Regions from separate parts of the Ovis aries genome. Here all the other regions are linked to region 3. The links are chromatin contacts, called in public Hi-C maps. All regions are on one chromosome and are shown on one strand. The core of a region is the stretch at or near the end of the contact, and the rest is flanking DNA. Distances in the headings are between cores, read along the strand shown. Region 1 holds the start of CCDC15 (coiled-coil domain containing 15). Region 2 has its middle 17 kb from the start of TMEM218. Region 3 overlaps PKNOX2 (PBX/knotted 1 homeobox 2).

Region 1 (2,700 bases), core at 197-2,696, 470 kb after region 3:
TCCCTTCTTCTAACACAGTGATACCAAATTCTAATTCTGAGGGGTGCCTCAAATTATTTCACAGTCTCTAAATTCTCAAAATCAAGTGAAATTAAATTCCAATTAAAATTATGAGTTCCAAAAAATCTGTCCCATAAACTGTTCTAGAACATATGTACCAGAGAGCAGAATGTACAAGTATCAATGAATAATTAGGTAACACAGTTCCAAAGGAGAGATATATATATATCAAGTCTGGACAAGTGACTCAGGTTAACTCAAGACCAGACAAACTGAAGCAACCGGCGCCTCTTTCCTTCATTCCCATTGTCTGTCTGCCCTCTTTTGCCCTCACCTTGAGATTACCAAACATATTCCTGAAGTGCATGACTGGTTCCAAATTGCGGCTTTCAAGTGTAAACCAAAGATTAAGAGTGTACCACATTTTAGAAACAACTAAACATCTTTGTATGATAATTAACAACTACATACTTGTTCAATAACCCTAAAGCAAAACCATAACTATTTATGACGGAATACAAACGGCATCCCCAGACTGCTTTTTCGAGCACAAGGAATTAGGGAAAGAAAGATGCCACCACATTGGCATCAAACTGACACTCACAGCTGCCGGGACTTCTGAACTATCTGGTGGGGCAGGCTCCACCCAGGCCCCAACGGGTACTATAGCCTGGTTCCTCTCAGCCAGCACTGCCAACACGTCCTTGCTCTTCAAGGGGTTTAAAGCCAGGGGCAACTTCGTGGTATTTCGAGGCTTCTTGAGGGGGGCCATACTTCTTGGCATCTATGACTCCTGGTTAGGAGAGAGGAAAAGCTCAAAATCTTAAAACGACCACCTTAAAAACTCAATTCCCTAACACCTGTGCCACAGACTTCTGAAAATGAGGGAAGCCTTGCAGGAGGCCGTACTCTGACTAAGATTCTGGCGAAGGAAGGGGGAAAAGAAGGGAAAAGGGAAGATACAAAATAAGTGTTATAAAGGAAGGAAGTTTCAAGATCGCCCTCGAAAAGCAACACGGAGGAGAGCGGGGGTCAAACAAGAACCTGACTGTGAGGAGGAAACTGTGCCATTGGTGGCGCAGCGACATGGGAAAGGGAGGAAAGAGCGTAGCAGCGGGAGCGCGATGGGACTGGGAGGGTGCGGGGTGGGAACCTGGGTCTGAAGACGAAAGTTCAAATAACTGGTATCCGGTTATGGGGGCAACGCTGATCGCCAGGGAGTTCCGGACCAGAGAAAATCCTGTTTCTCAGGCCTCGGGGTCACACTCTGGCTGAGACTGCACCGGCCTAGTAGTATCGATCGCAGCCGGCCACAACTCAAGCTAACGTGGATACTAAGGTAACTACCGCCAGTAAACCGCCGCTTTGGGGAAGTCCGCGCCGCGCCGCCCCACCCCGCTCCTCGGCGGCCTCGTACCCGCCTCTACCGGGCTTGCGTCATCTCTCGGGGACTGGGAAAGCGTGAGGGGCGGGGTTTAGCGCTCCCGATGTGCGTCACCTCCGCTTCGTCTCGCTGAGGGGGCGGGACTTGTGAATGCTGGTGGAATGGGTGCGGCCTGGGTGGGTCCACACGGCGCCTGGGAAACCGGCCAGCAGAAATGTGGGTCTGCCGGCGGTGCCTCGAATATCCCAGCACCAGGGACGTCCGGCATCTTCAGGAAAAGGAGTGTTTTGGGCTGAAAAGCGGGTTGACTGAGCGTGTTGTTGTTGCTAAGTCGTGTCTGACTCTTTTGCGATCTCACTGACTGTAGCCCGCTAGGCTCCTCTGTCTGTGGGATTTCCTAGGCAAGAGTCCTGGAGTGGGTTGACATTTCCTTCTCCAGGGAATCTTCCCAACAGGGGGGATCGGACCGGGTGTCCTTGGCAGGCGGCTTCTTTACCACTGAACCATCAGAGAAGCCCATAACTGAGCTGGCCAGGGGCCTAATTGAAGGAAGCACAGGAAAAGGATGGGCGAAGGCGGGCCTGGCAGGGCTTCCTTCAGGAATGAACTAAGCCAGCAGCTCAGACCATAAAGAATCTGCCTGTAGTGCAAGAGACCAAGGTTCAGTCCCTTCGGGAAGATCCCCTGGAGAAGGAAATGGCACCCACTCCAGTATTCTTGCCTGGAAAGTCCCATGGACAGAGGAACCTGGCAGCCTACAGTCCATGAGGTCCTAAAGAGTTGGACAGGACTCAGCAACTAACACTTTTCAAGCCAGTTGTCAATCATGCTCATCCTTTATACACCTGCTTACATTAGTAGTGCTATATCATACATGCTCTTATGCATAAATATGGTAGCCTCCTGAGTGGTCTCCCTGTCTGCTCCAAACTTTGGTATAACCCAGGGACACTTCATTATCCCTTTGAGATACCCATGCGTTCTTTCATGTAACTTATCATAATTGAGAGATTTTTATATACCAGTACTGTTTTAGGCACTGGGAATGTATAGTAGTGAACAAAACAGATAAATATCCCTTGTTCATGGAAGTGATGATGAGAAATAACAGCATAGACTCATGAATAAATAAACAAATGTGTCTAGGTGATGAGCATTGTAGATTAAAAGCTGAGGACGAGGATAAAAAGTGTGTCAGAGGATAGGGGAGATGAAATTTTAGATAGGATGACCAGAGAAGGCTTCACTGAGGTAATTTTGAGCAAAGACTCCAATGCAAATTTCCATGGACTAGCGGAACAAGCCGATTTTCACTG
Region 2 (2,700 bases), core at 164-2,663, 360 kb after region 3:
CACAGGGTGTGACGCCTGGTCCTTGTGGAATAAGTCCACTCGAGAACGAGGCTCTGAGGCTTCCTGGCTGCCTTCCTGACTCCGTCCTGGGATGAAGACATCCAAATCATTTCTAAATGCTTTTATTCTCACATAAAGTAAGCCATTCCTTGTTCTGTTCTCTGAGACAGACTTTTCTATCAACTCTGTCCTGTCGTTGCTGCAGTTGAACGATTTTGTTTTGCTTTGATTTGCATCGATGGGTCAAGAAACGTGCTGTGGGGACATCCCCGGTGGTCCAGTGGTTAAAGAATCCGACTGCCAATGCAGGGGACACAGGTTCAATCGCTGATCCAGGACGACCCCACATGCCGCGGAGCAAGGAGCCCATGTGCCGCTCAGTTGGCCCGTGTGCCACTGCTGAAGCTGTTGCGATGAGAAGTCCTGGTGCCCCAGCGAAGAGTAGCCCCCACTCAGCAACAAAGACTCGGCACAGCCAAAAATAAATGCGAACACAAAAGAAACGTGCCGCAGTTATTTCCCAGGCGAGAGACAAGCAGAGAGATTCGGGGATTGTAAAAGTTGCGCAAGTAGTTAGTAGCGAGGCTCCCACTTGGCACTGGCATCCTGGTATCTCGTTTCTCAAACAGTTTAATGATCAGCTCTGGCTTTCAGGCAACTCCTTATTTTTTCATTGGCTTATTATTTCCTAACTACTTACACCCACCATTCCTCTGACCCATATCCAAAACAGGTAAAGGTCTCATTAAAGAATTCCTAATTAACACTTAGGTGTTAGTCACCCAGTCGTGTCCGACTCTGTGCCCACCAGAGTGGTCTGTAGCCCACCAGGCTCCTCTATCCATGGGATTCTCCAGGCAAGAATACTGGAGTGGACTGCCATTTCCTTCTCCAGGGGATCTTTCTTCCCCAGGGATCAAACCTGGGTCTCCTGCACTGCAGGCAGATTCTTTACCATCTGAGCTGCCAGGGAAGCTCAACCAGTTAACATTTCTAGTACAAATAAAAAACATTTTATCAGGACTTCTTGGCATGAAGCTTTAAATATTTGGTTCTTACCACGTAGGAGCAACTTCCCAGACGTGGGAATGGGAACCCCATGGGTATGAATCTGAAGAAGTGATTATCCTCACAGGAGCATAAAAACTCAGGATTGGAAGAGATTTTATCACCCACAGAATTCAACCTTTCATCTCTATTTCCAGCCCAGATACTTGGGAATATTCTCTTCTTTACCTGCTGAACTCACAATTTTTATTGTATTTAGCAAACACGTACAAGGCACTTTTCTAAGAACCTCTTAAGTATTAACTAACGGCATCCTTATAGCAACTCTTGAGTATTCTTAATACCTCCATTTCACAAACAGGGAACAGAGGGGCAAGGTGGTTTGCTTGAGGTCACTCAGCTAGGAGTTAGTTAAACAGGAACCAGGACTAAAGTCAGGCAGTCTCAGCTCTTCACTGTCTTTTACCACGTTGCCCTGTAAGGTGAAAACAAAGGAAAAGGGAGGAGGCAGGAAGTAGCAAGGAAATGCAGTTGAGTCTACTGCAAAATCTGGAATCTCAGGAATCCAGGGCTATGCAATCAGAAGCCACATGGACTCAGGGACAGCTTCACTGATCAGCTCTGGCTTGGGGGCCCTGCACTGTAAGACTTCAGCTTCCCCCTCAAGTAAAGCTCCTCACTGATGGAGCGACTGGTGGATTCACTGTCAAGGACACACACGACCATCTCTCTCTTCAGCACTGCCTGCCTGGAAAAATGGATACTTGGGTTGGTTTTCAGAGGCGCCAAGAAGAACCAAAGCCACAGGGCAAGAATGTGTGTGCGTTTCTTGACCTCTGTCTCTACAAGCCACATCAGTTGCTGTTTACTCAAGGAAAATATTTCCAAGCCCCCCTCCCCACCCACTCAACACACACCCTCCTGCCTCAGTTTCCTGGGACCTAAGAAATGACAGCAGGGATCAAAACCAGGGCCCAGCAGCACAGACAGAATGAAAAGTTCATCTTCTGGTTTTCCTCACACACATTGGATACTGTGAAGCAGGGGTCCCTGACCTCTGTGATCTAATGCCTGACGATCTGAGGTGGAGCTAATGTAGTAATCCAAGAAATAAAGTGCACAATACAGGTAATGCACTTGTACCATCCTGAAACCATCCACCCAGCCCCTTGGTCCGTGGAAAAATTGTCTTCCACAAAACCGGGCCCTGGAGCCAAAAAGGTTAGGACCACTGGTGTAAAAGATGTGCATTTAGCCCAGGTCCTGCCCTCAGGGAACTCGGGGTCCTTACACATTTATTTGGAGTTTGGTGGCATTTATTTGCTAAATGCCCTATGGCCATCCTCTCCACTTTTTTTTTTTTTTTTAAATCTTTGAGGATTTCTCTGGTTTTGCCATCTTCAGATTGATATTGGCCCCTTTTTATCCTGGGGATGTGTAATACTTTCCTATTGCTGCGGTAACAAATTACTACAAACTTAGTAGTAAAGAGGGCTTCCTTGGTGGCTCAGATGGTAAAGAAACTTCCTGCAATGCAAGAAACCCAGGTGTGACCCCTCAGTTGGGAATATCCCTGGAGAAGAAAATGGCAACCCACTCCAGTATTCTTGCCTGGAGAATCCCGTGGACAGAGGATCCTGGTGGGCTACAGTCCAGGGAATGGCAAAGAGTCGGACACGACTGAACAACTAA
Region 3 (2,700 bases), core at 13-2,512:
TGAAGACACCGATGGGTGCTAAGACACTTTGGGTGGGTGTGGGGGTGAGGAGGGGGGCTCTGCTGAGCAGCCATTGACTCAGATGCCCACCAGTGGACTCCCACTCATCCTGGTGAGATTGCTTTTGACTTGTTAAAATATATACCAAAAAATCCCCTTCTTTCAGGCTTACGTACATCCTTTGGCAGGGATCAGGAGAGTTAACTATTGTGACAGAGCTGACGCTGTCACTCAAGTGAGTAGACGTTCAATCCTTGACTCTGCACAGCCGCACTCGTAGGAACTTCAGGAGCCCCTCTTCCATCCCCCCACCCCAGGCTCTAGAGTACCCTCAGCCCCAGGTCTTACCATCAGGGTTTGTCCCTGGGGCACCGCCCTGTTGCTGCAGCACCCCTGCAGCGATGGAATTGGGCCAAAATCTTTGGGTGGGCCGGTGCTGCGACTTGATTTTCTTGGCTTTGGGGGCAGGGTCGGGGTTGCTGGCATCAAGCATAGGCTGCAGGATGCGTCTTCGGGCATTGATGAACCTGCCCCGGGGTCAGATGGAGACAGGTTAGCCACCACTGGGGGGCGGGAATGTGTGTGCGCAGGTGTGAGCATATGTGTATGTACACGTGACAGGTGCAGATGTGTGCAAGTGCACACACATATATGCAAGCATGTGTGTGAGTGTGCACGGGCGCACGTGTATGCACATGTCCTCTGTGCGTGCACACTCATGCGTGTGTGCACACGTGTGCATGGGCGCACATGCGTGTGCACATGTGTGCAGGTGTGAGCATATTTGTGCACGTGCAGGTCTGTGTACATGGATGTGTACATGTGAGCTTGTATGTGCACACGTGCATGTATGCATATGTGAGCAGGCGTGCAGGTGTGCAGGTGTACCCACATGTGCAGAGAGCACTAAGCTGCTTCTGGACTTCCACCAGCTGGTCCTCGAATGGAGCAGACTGGGGGTCTGGTCCAGGGTACAAAAGCGCAGCAGTGATGAGCCCTGGGCACCGAGGAGCTTATGCGTTCACCAGGGGCTTGGGGACCACAAGTTGGGATGAACATGTGAGAAGGCCTGGGAATCTGCTCCAGACCCCTCAGGACTGAACAGTGAAGGAAGAGCTCCTTAGTTAAAAGCACTAACCTCTGACCTCTCTCTGGGGGGCCAAGAGTCCACTCCCACCCACCAGACCTTGCCCTCTGAGATTCCCGTGACACCCTGGCCAGCCACAGAGGAGGGAGCACGGGAGCCCTGTGGGTCAGGCCTGTTGCCTCCTCCCTCCTTCCGGCTCCCAGCTCTGCAGAATGTTTTAGCTTGAGCTCTGTTTGTTTACACAGGTGGTGAGTGGAGCAGATAACCCCTGGGGGCCTGGGGGCCTGAGATGCAGCCACCCTGTGTGTCTATTCGTTTTCCGTGATGTTCTTGACACAGCTTCCCAGCAGAGGGCGCTGAGAAGCTGCAGATGAAGCTATAGGTGTGGATTTCAGCTTTCTGTTTCCAGCCAACATGGGAGGGCTGACACGGTGGCTGGGCGCAGACTGAAGTGAGCTGGGCACTCCCAGCTTTTCCCCTGCTGTGCATCCCCCTGCCGAGCAAGTGGCCCCTGGGTCTGAGAGCCTCTGGGCAGGCAATGCTAACTCACCAGTTATTCACTTGCAAGAGGGTGAGGTTTGTCTGGGCTGCGATCTGCCTCTTCTCATCCTCCGTGGGGTAGGGGTGCTGAAATGAGAGGTGAAGAGCTAGTGAGGGGTGGGCACATGGTGACCTGGTCCCCCTAGAGACCATGCCTACGACACAGGCAGCGTCCCGGGCAGGCAGCCTCAGTGGTTTGGAAGCCCAAACAGGGGAAAGTTAACATTTGTTCCCCAGAAAGAATGGACTGCTGGCCTCGAGGGAGGCTGCTCTGTGCCTAAGGAGGGCCACCCACCCTCGGCCCAGCCCCCCTTTGGTGGGGACCCAAGTGGTCTCCCAGGAGCCGGTACAGTCCAACAGCGGTCGCTCCCACAGCACCGTCACATCCTCCAGCCCACATCCTCCCCACAGCGGGCAGGTCAAGCATGATCCGCATTAGGATTTACAGTGGCCTCCAAAGCCCAGGGGACTCTCAGAAGGTGGTAAATGGGGTGAATGAATCCGTTTAATTTACACTAACTGACATTTACTGAGTATCTACTCTGTGTGCAGATTCATGTAGGCACCCTAGGAGACAAGATAAATATAAGGGCAACTACAACTTGTATAATATTTTACAGCCTGTGAAATGCTTTCATGCACCAACTTCACTTAATAAGAGCACCTCACTAAAACTCAGTAAGGGGCAGCTTAGGGGTTGTTCTTCCCACTTTACAGATGAGGAAACTGAAGAACCATCTCCATTGTCCCCCAGAGGGTGGCAGCAGCTTGGAACTCAGTTCTCCTGACTGTGGCCCAGGAGCCCCCATCACCATGCACTGCCACTTTGTGACATGGAGTCAGTGTCTTTGGAGGGGGCGAGTGAGGACGCGGGCCAGGGCCTTCAGTCCCTGCACTGATTCCATGCTTGTCTGTCTCTCAACCTGTGCTTCATGAGGGCAAAGACCAGCTCGTATTAATTCGTCTTATTAATGTATTCCCAGCGCCCTCCACATGTACCTAATGCACAAATGATGTCATGACGTCAGTGACATTCAACAACACCCAGTGAAAGGAAGCAGACGCAAGGCAGT

What was found. A called contact is a pair of places that touch in the nucleus more often than the background predicts.
Region 1: a Hi-C map of muscle shows a contact between it and region 3, with 7 times the contacts expected there. The contact joins the promoter of CCDC15 here to the enhancer-like site in region 3. A contact is called at or near these places in 3 of 16 Hi-C or Micro-C datasets (liver, muscle and tail adipose tissue).
Region 2: a Hi-C map of muscle shows a contact between it and region 3, with 9 times the contacts expected there. The contact joins two enhancer-like sites. A contact is called at or near these places in 10 of 16 Hi-C or Micro-C datasets (hypothalamus, liver, mesenteric adipose tissue and 6 more).

What each region holds. Positions count from the first base shown.
Region 1 is chr21:25,867,418-25,870,117 of ARS-UI_Ramb_v3.0, reverse strand. CCDC15 (coiled-coil domain containing 15) reads right to left here and starts at 1,446. Exons shown (of 16, transcript XM_027959292.3): 1 at 1,418-1,446; 2 at 605-793. The coding sequence starts at 784.
Region 2 is chr21:25,981,599-25,984,298 of ARS-UI_Ramb_v3.0, reverse strand. No RefSeq gene overlaps it. Among named protein-coding and RNA genes, the nearest start is that of TMEM218, 17 kb to the left of the region's middle. Within about 2 kb of position 1,413, at least 4 of the 54 cell types and tissues checked have an H3K27ac peak or open chromatin away from gene starts, as enhancers often do.
Region 3 is chr21:26,339,858-26,342,557 of ARS-UI_Ramb_v3.0, reverse strand. It overlaps PKNOX2 (PBX/knotted 1 homeobox 2), which reads right to left. Exons shown (of 14, transcript XM_060404255.1): 12 at 1,638-1,714; 13 at 349-527. Among named protein-coding and RNA genes, the nearest start is that of TRNAW-CCA, 28 kb to the right of the region's middle. Within about 2 kb of position 1,262, at least 8 of the 54 cell types and tissues checked have an H3K27ac peak or open chromatin away from gene starts, as enhancers often do. A contact at or near this core is called in muscle, where this site is marked.